2 separate regions of the Gossypium hirsutum genome follow, and region 2 is linked to region 1. A link is a contact called in public Hi-C data. All regions are on one chromosome and are shown on one strand. The core of a region is the stretch at or near the end of the contact, and the rest is flanking DNA. Distances in the headings are between cores, read along the strand shown.

Region 1 (2,700 bases), core at 49-2,548:
GCCCGATTACCTCGCTAATGAATGCCGACACCATGACTAGGATGAATATAGATGCTATGGTCTTCTCATCAATAGATTTTGGACCCACTGCTTGAGTAAACATCTTCTTTAACTTGGGACGAAGAATTAAAAAGTTGGTGGCTACAAATGCAACTACGGAAAGAAAGGGTGGTAGAAAACTGTAAATATGATGGGAATTGGCTTGTTTGATGGAGAAAAGAATCGAAGTCGTCGAAAAACCGATTAAAAAGGAAAACATGGAGGAAGAGAGAGCAATTCGACCGACATCAGTGTTTATAATCTTGAGCTCGTCTAGCAGTGTAGAAATTACAGGGAAAGCTGTTAAAGATTGAGATGATGCTACAAGTATCAACGAGTTCTGGAGGGAGGTACTCATGGTGACGGACGTCTTTAAGAAAACAGCAAGTCCAATTGAAAGACCCGTCGTAATGATGAGAGCCGAAGCGCCTATAACTGCAGCCATTCGTCCCGGACACACCATCAGGTACGGGTCAATCTTTACTCCAACTTCGAAGAAGAAGAACATAATGCCGAATCCTGAGAACACATCCATTATAGCTCGGCTATGGATCGGGAAAACGGTGTCGGCTACGTCTTGGCTGTGGCCAAGAATTGATGGGCCAAATATCATTCCACCCTGGGTTTTTGGTTAACACAAGTGTTTAGAACCTGATGTTAATTATAAATGTAAGTAAATAAGTATATGATACATTTAAGTAACTTAATGTTAGAATTGAAAAGAAAAATAACATACAAAAATCTGCGAGACTAAGGATGATTGTCCTAAAGGCTTGAAACAAACATTGATGAGAAGTGAGACCGTTGAAATGCTAGAGAGCTGAAACATGAGAAGAGTGGTGGGGCTGACGAGAGGGTTACCACTGAGCCATATACTCTTTGCTGGGATTTTCTTAAATGAGTTGTTTATGCAAAGAATGGTCAGGTTTTTACCAATCTTGATTGCATCATGAGTTAATCCCCCTTCCATGCTTCAATTGCTGCTTCTCGATCAAGGAATCCGATGGAAGAAAGAAATGGGAACTAAGCAGCAAGAATCTAAAGGTACAAAAAGTAGGAGTGGATGGTGAGCCTCTTTTTTTGGAATTCCACAATTTTGATTGGGAGGTTGTCCTTCAAGCTAGGTCACTAAAATAAATGGTTTTCGCTCAACATAATCTATCACTCATCTCTTCTAATTATTCAACCATAGTTCAACATAAGGATGAAAAATAGCCCTTTTAATCACTTCTCTCCCTCTCATTTATCCTTTTTATTTTAAAAAATATCTCAATGGTGATTAAATTTGGAAAAAGTAATTACCAGCTAATTTTATTATTGGAATTTTATCAAATTACGTTTTTTACTATTAAAAACATTAATTTAATTCTTGTATAAGACCAAATTTTAATAGAATTCACATTTTACTATTTAAAAATATTATTTAATTTTTATTAAACTTCATATTTTAGAAGCTTTTATAGTCCAATTTTTTATTATTTGAAATTGAATTGCAAATAAAAATAAAAAATTGATATGATCTCTAAAATAGAGGAATTTGTAAGATATTGTAGCCATTAAAGTTACATTAAAATTTGTTCTTCATTTCAAAATGGGAAAAAGGAGTGGTGGCAAACATGTTTGAATGGGTTCAAATTGAGTTTTCTTTAAATTTACATTATTTTGGGTTTAAATTAATTTAGGATGGGAATTTTTTGAGCTTGGTCTTTTTCAGGCTTAAATTTTATTATTCTCAAACCCTCTTAAATTCAAATATTTTGTGCTCAGATTATTTTAGATTTGTATTGGTTTAGGTCGAGCAATCTTAGATGGATTTATATGATTCTAAAGTTTTATAAGTATTTTTATTTCTAATGTAATAACTTGAAAGTTACTTGATTTTTTCTTATCAACTATTTGCTTAGTTGCAACTAATAAAGTAACTACTAATAAGAAAAACGAGATGGACACCAGAACAAAGTCTCCATAGTTAAAAAACTTCCTACATCTATGGGACATTGTCAGTGCATAAGGATAAAAAAAATGAATTTATGAGAAATTAGCGAAAGCTTCAAAGTGTATTGTAATAGCCAATTTTGGCCCAAGTCAACAAAACAAAAAAAAACAATAAACCTAAACAAATAATTAAATAGCCCAAAATTAATGTCTACTTACATATTAAACCCAATAGCCCAATCAAAACCCAACAAGCCCAACAGGCCCAAATAACCTAAACCCTAGCCTTATTAACCCAAAACATTTTCAGCAGAAAAAAAGAAGTGAAGGAACCCTAGCATTGCAGCCGCCGCTTAGCCCCTCATGCGCGCCACCACCGCCACTCGGCTCGCCTATCACCTGCATCGCACGCCTCTGACAACCACCTGCAACTCGCAAGCAAAAAAGGCACACACAAGTAGTAGAAGAAACAAGAGCAAAAAGACAAAAAAAAAATAGAAAAGAAAAGTCTTGTAACTTGGCTTTAAAAGCCACAACCTTCTCATTGTAGCTTCTTTTTCTGTTTTTTACAAAAACTTTTTACACACACTAAAAATCAGAAAAGAACTAAAACGGAAGTTTTAAAAGGTTTTGGTTTGTTCTTTTTCTTTTTTTTCTTTCTTTCATTTTCTGTTTATCTTTGTTTTTTATGTTTATTCATTTACTTCCTTCTTTTAAAAAATCTAT
Region 2 (2,700 bases), core at 19-2,518, 540 kb before region 1:
TTTCAGTTTCCCTTTCCAAGGAGACTCCCAGTTATGAAACCAAGCAGGGACTTTTTGTAAGGACAAATTCCTCTGTTTGGCATCTTCTATAAGTTCCTTTATATGAGAAGCCAACTTTTCCATCTCTCTCACCCGCTTCTTTGTAGGAGAACGCGTTCCATGTCTTGCCTAAAAATAAATATTTAAACTAACTTCCCTTTTGTTTGTACTCCCAAGACATTCAACAAGTACTAACTAACCACGCTAGAAATCTCAAGCAAAACAATGACTCTTAAAAGGCAGCACAATGAGTAAGAAGCAATCTCAAAACTGCTATGCTTTGCACAGAATATAACAACAGCAAATCTTAAAGATATCCAATAAGCTAACAATTGGAAACAATGCACAATACTTACCCTACTTCTCCCATGCATCTAAAATCAAACTTTGTAGTAAATCTTCCATAAATTTGGTTCAGTGGGGGCATATTATTAAAGAATAATTATGCTAAATTTTGTAAAGACAAACTTCATCTAACAATAAAATGTAGATCCAAAATATACATCTACTCCATATTAACTTAATCTCAACACCATTTCTAGCTGCCGCGAATAATTAAAAACTCAAATTTCATGAAAATAAAACAAAATTACCACAAGATTTAAGTGGATAGGAGTACAGCCTTGAGGAATATCAGATGGTATAAACGAATTGTCAACAATATCTTTCACAGCACCATATCTGCTCCAAAAAAAAAGGAATAAATAAGAAAAAAACTAAAATAATAATATAAACCTGATTCAAAATTGTAAAGATGATGAAACTACGATTCAATGAGATAGTGAAGAAGAGCGAGACCTTGTTACAGTAGAGAGGTGTTGACGAACATCGAAATCTCGATCAGCTTTTGAATTTGAAAATAACGTTAAAAACAGCAACAAAATTGCTGCCATGGCCATTTTCTTCAGAGACCCTTTTTTGAAAATTAACTGGGAAGAAAAATGGAGGGTTTTAATAAATAGACTGAAAATGAAAGCTTTGGGTTTGGGTTGAAAACCGCCATTAACAATTCCATGCTACCCGCGTACTGAATTGAAGCGTCTGAGTTATTACTACACGTTGATCTAGATTACTTTTGGGGTTAAATAATTGTTGACCATATTTTCCACGGTGTTAGATTAAGATCGCTATCCTAAACTGGCGCAGCGCCAGCGGCTGCTTTCCTTTGCTTGTCTTTTTACCTTTCTTAGAATTTGGGTTTCGAATTCTCACTTGCGTTAATCCGAATTATTTCATTTCCGCCCATCCCATTAATATGATGGGAGATTGGGTTTGAGCTTTGAACTAACAAAGACTACTACCATTGGGAAAGTTATGGGAAAAATAACACTAGCCTAACTTGTTATTTGATAGATTAAAATAACAATTAAGTTATTTAGAGAACTAGCCACCAATTTTGGGGTTGCATCAATGGACTTATTAAAACAAAACCACCAAAAGTTAATTTAGAGGTTACAACTCGTTAAACTTCACTTACTCTGTTCTTAGGTGATGAAATTGATTCTTGGAAATGTATTTATCGAATAGAAGAGGAAAAATCCTACAAATAAAAAAATCTACTTTAGGGGAAATGGAAAGTCTTCCAAACTTGTTCTTTACCATAATATATTTATGGTGATAAAAGGTAACATTTTTGGGGAATTTGTTCATCTCAAGATTACACTATCCTGCAACCAGAAGTGACTTATTCCAAGAGAACCTTCAAGTAAGGGTAAATAGATTTTTAAAGCTAATTGAAGAATATTCTTCTCAATGTTCCTTATAATCTAAAAAATACAATAATAACATATGTTAAGAAGCATTTTATAGTTGTTTAGGGGTCATATTTTTCAATTGCAATATCTCTAAAAACTAAGGATGATGGAGCAAATGAAAACCCACTTCAAATAGATGCAATGGGAGATAAAAGCCCCATCCATTGGTTGTAACTTCACTTATTTGGTGTGATCTTAAGGGAAACAAGAACTCATATTTATAATGATACAGCTTGAGACACGGTACATCAACATGGTTATCTCCCCTGTGGTAGTGATGCATAACCGATTTTCACTTTCCATTGAAGCATTTCTCTTTGCAATCTTGAAGGATCGTCGATGATTTTGTAAGACAAAATGAAAAAATTGAGAGGACAAAAAGACAAGAAGAAGCAAGTTTTCGATGACGACAAAGGCCTTAAAGTCGCAAAAGAGCCGTATTTATAACTACCTGGGTGGGAAATTGAAGCAACACTTTTAAGCGAAGGCAGTAACAAAGAAACAATGTATTTTGAAAAACATCAATCAAAGGCAAACATGTGTCTAAAAGCAATCAATACACAGATATAATTATCAGGGTAGTAATTATGAGTTTTAAACTCTTTACATGTTTAATTGGGGGTTTATGACTGGATTCTAGCCGAATTCAGTAGGCTCACCACTAAATTAATGTTCGGTTGATTACAATGACTTATTATGGTCCGCATGGACTAGGCCTTATTTCGGCAAAAGGCAGCATAGGCATTTCCTTCCCTCACCACTGAATGGTAATTCAGCCAAGGTGGAATAAGATTTTATTTCCATTTTCAAATTTTGCCCCTCACCTTTCTAAAACCCTCCTTCTTCAACCCAACAGCTCCTCTCACCCAGCCTCTCTTGCTTTCTTCGCCTCCGGCCACTTTCAGTT

The links. A called contact is a pair of places that touch in the nucleus more often than the background predicts.
Region 2: a contact with region 1 is called in a Hi-C map of leaf, with 1.7 times the contacts expected there. The contact joins the promoter of LOC121230723 here to the promoter of LOC107962134 in region 1. A contact is called at or near these places in 2 of 34 Hi-C or Micro-C datasets (both in leaf).

The regions. Positions count from the first base shown.
Region 1 is chrA06:120,080,577-120,083,276 of Gossypium_hirsutum_v2.1, reverse strand. It overlaps LOC107962134 (cation/H(+) antiporter 15), which reads right to left and starts at 1,298. Exons shown (of 3, transcript XM_041116028.1): 1 at 776-1,298; 2 at 1-658. The coding sequence starts at 1,009. LOC107962135 (a long non-coding RNA gene) reads right to left here. Exons shown (of 2, transcript XR_001701522.2): 2 at 2,078-2,399.
Region 2 is chrA06:120,624,735-120,627,434 of Gossypium_hirsutum_v2.1, reverse strand. It overlaps LOC121230723 (multiple inositol polyphosphate phosphatase 1), which reads right to left and starts at 1,268. Exons shown (of 12, transcript XM_041116034.1): 1 at 838-1,268; 2 at 633-720; 3 at 1-168. The coding sequence starts at 938. It overlaps LOC121230722 (a long non-coding RNA gene), which reads left to right and starts at 2,336. Exons shown (of 2, transcript XR_005928861.1): 1 at 2,336-2,700.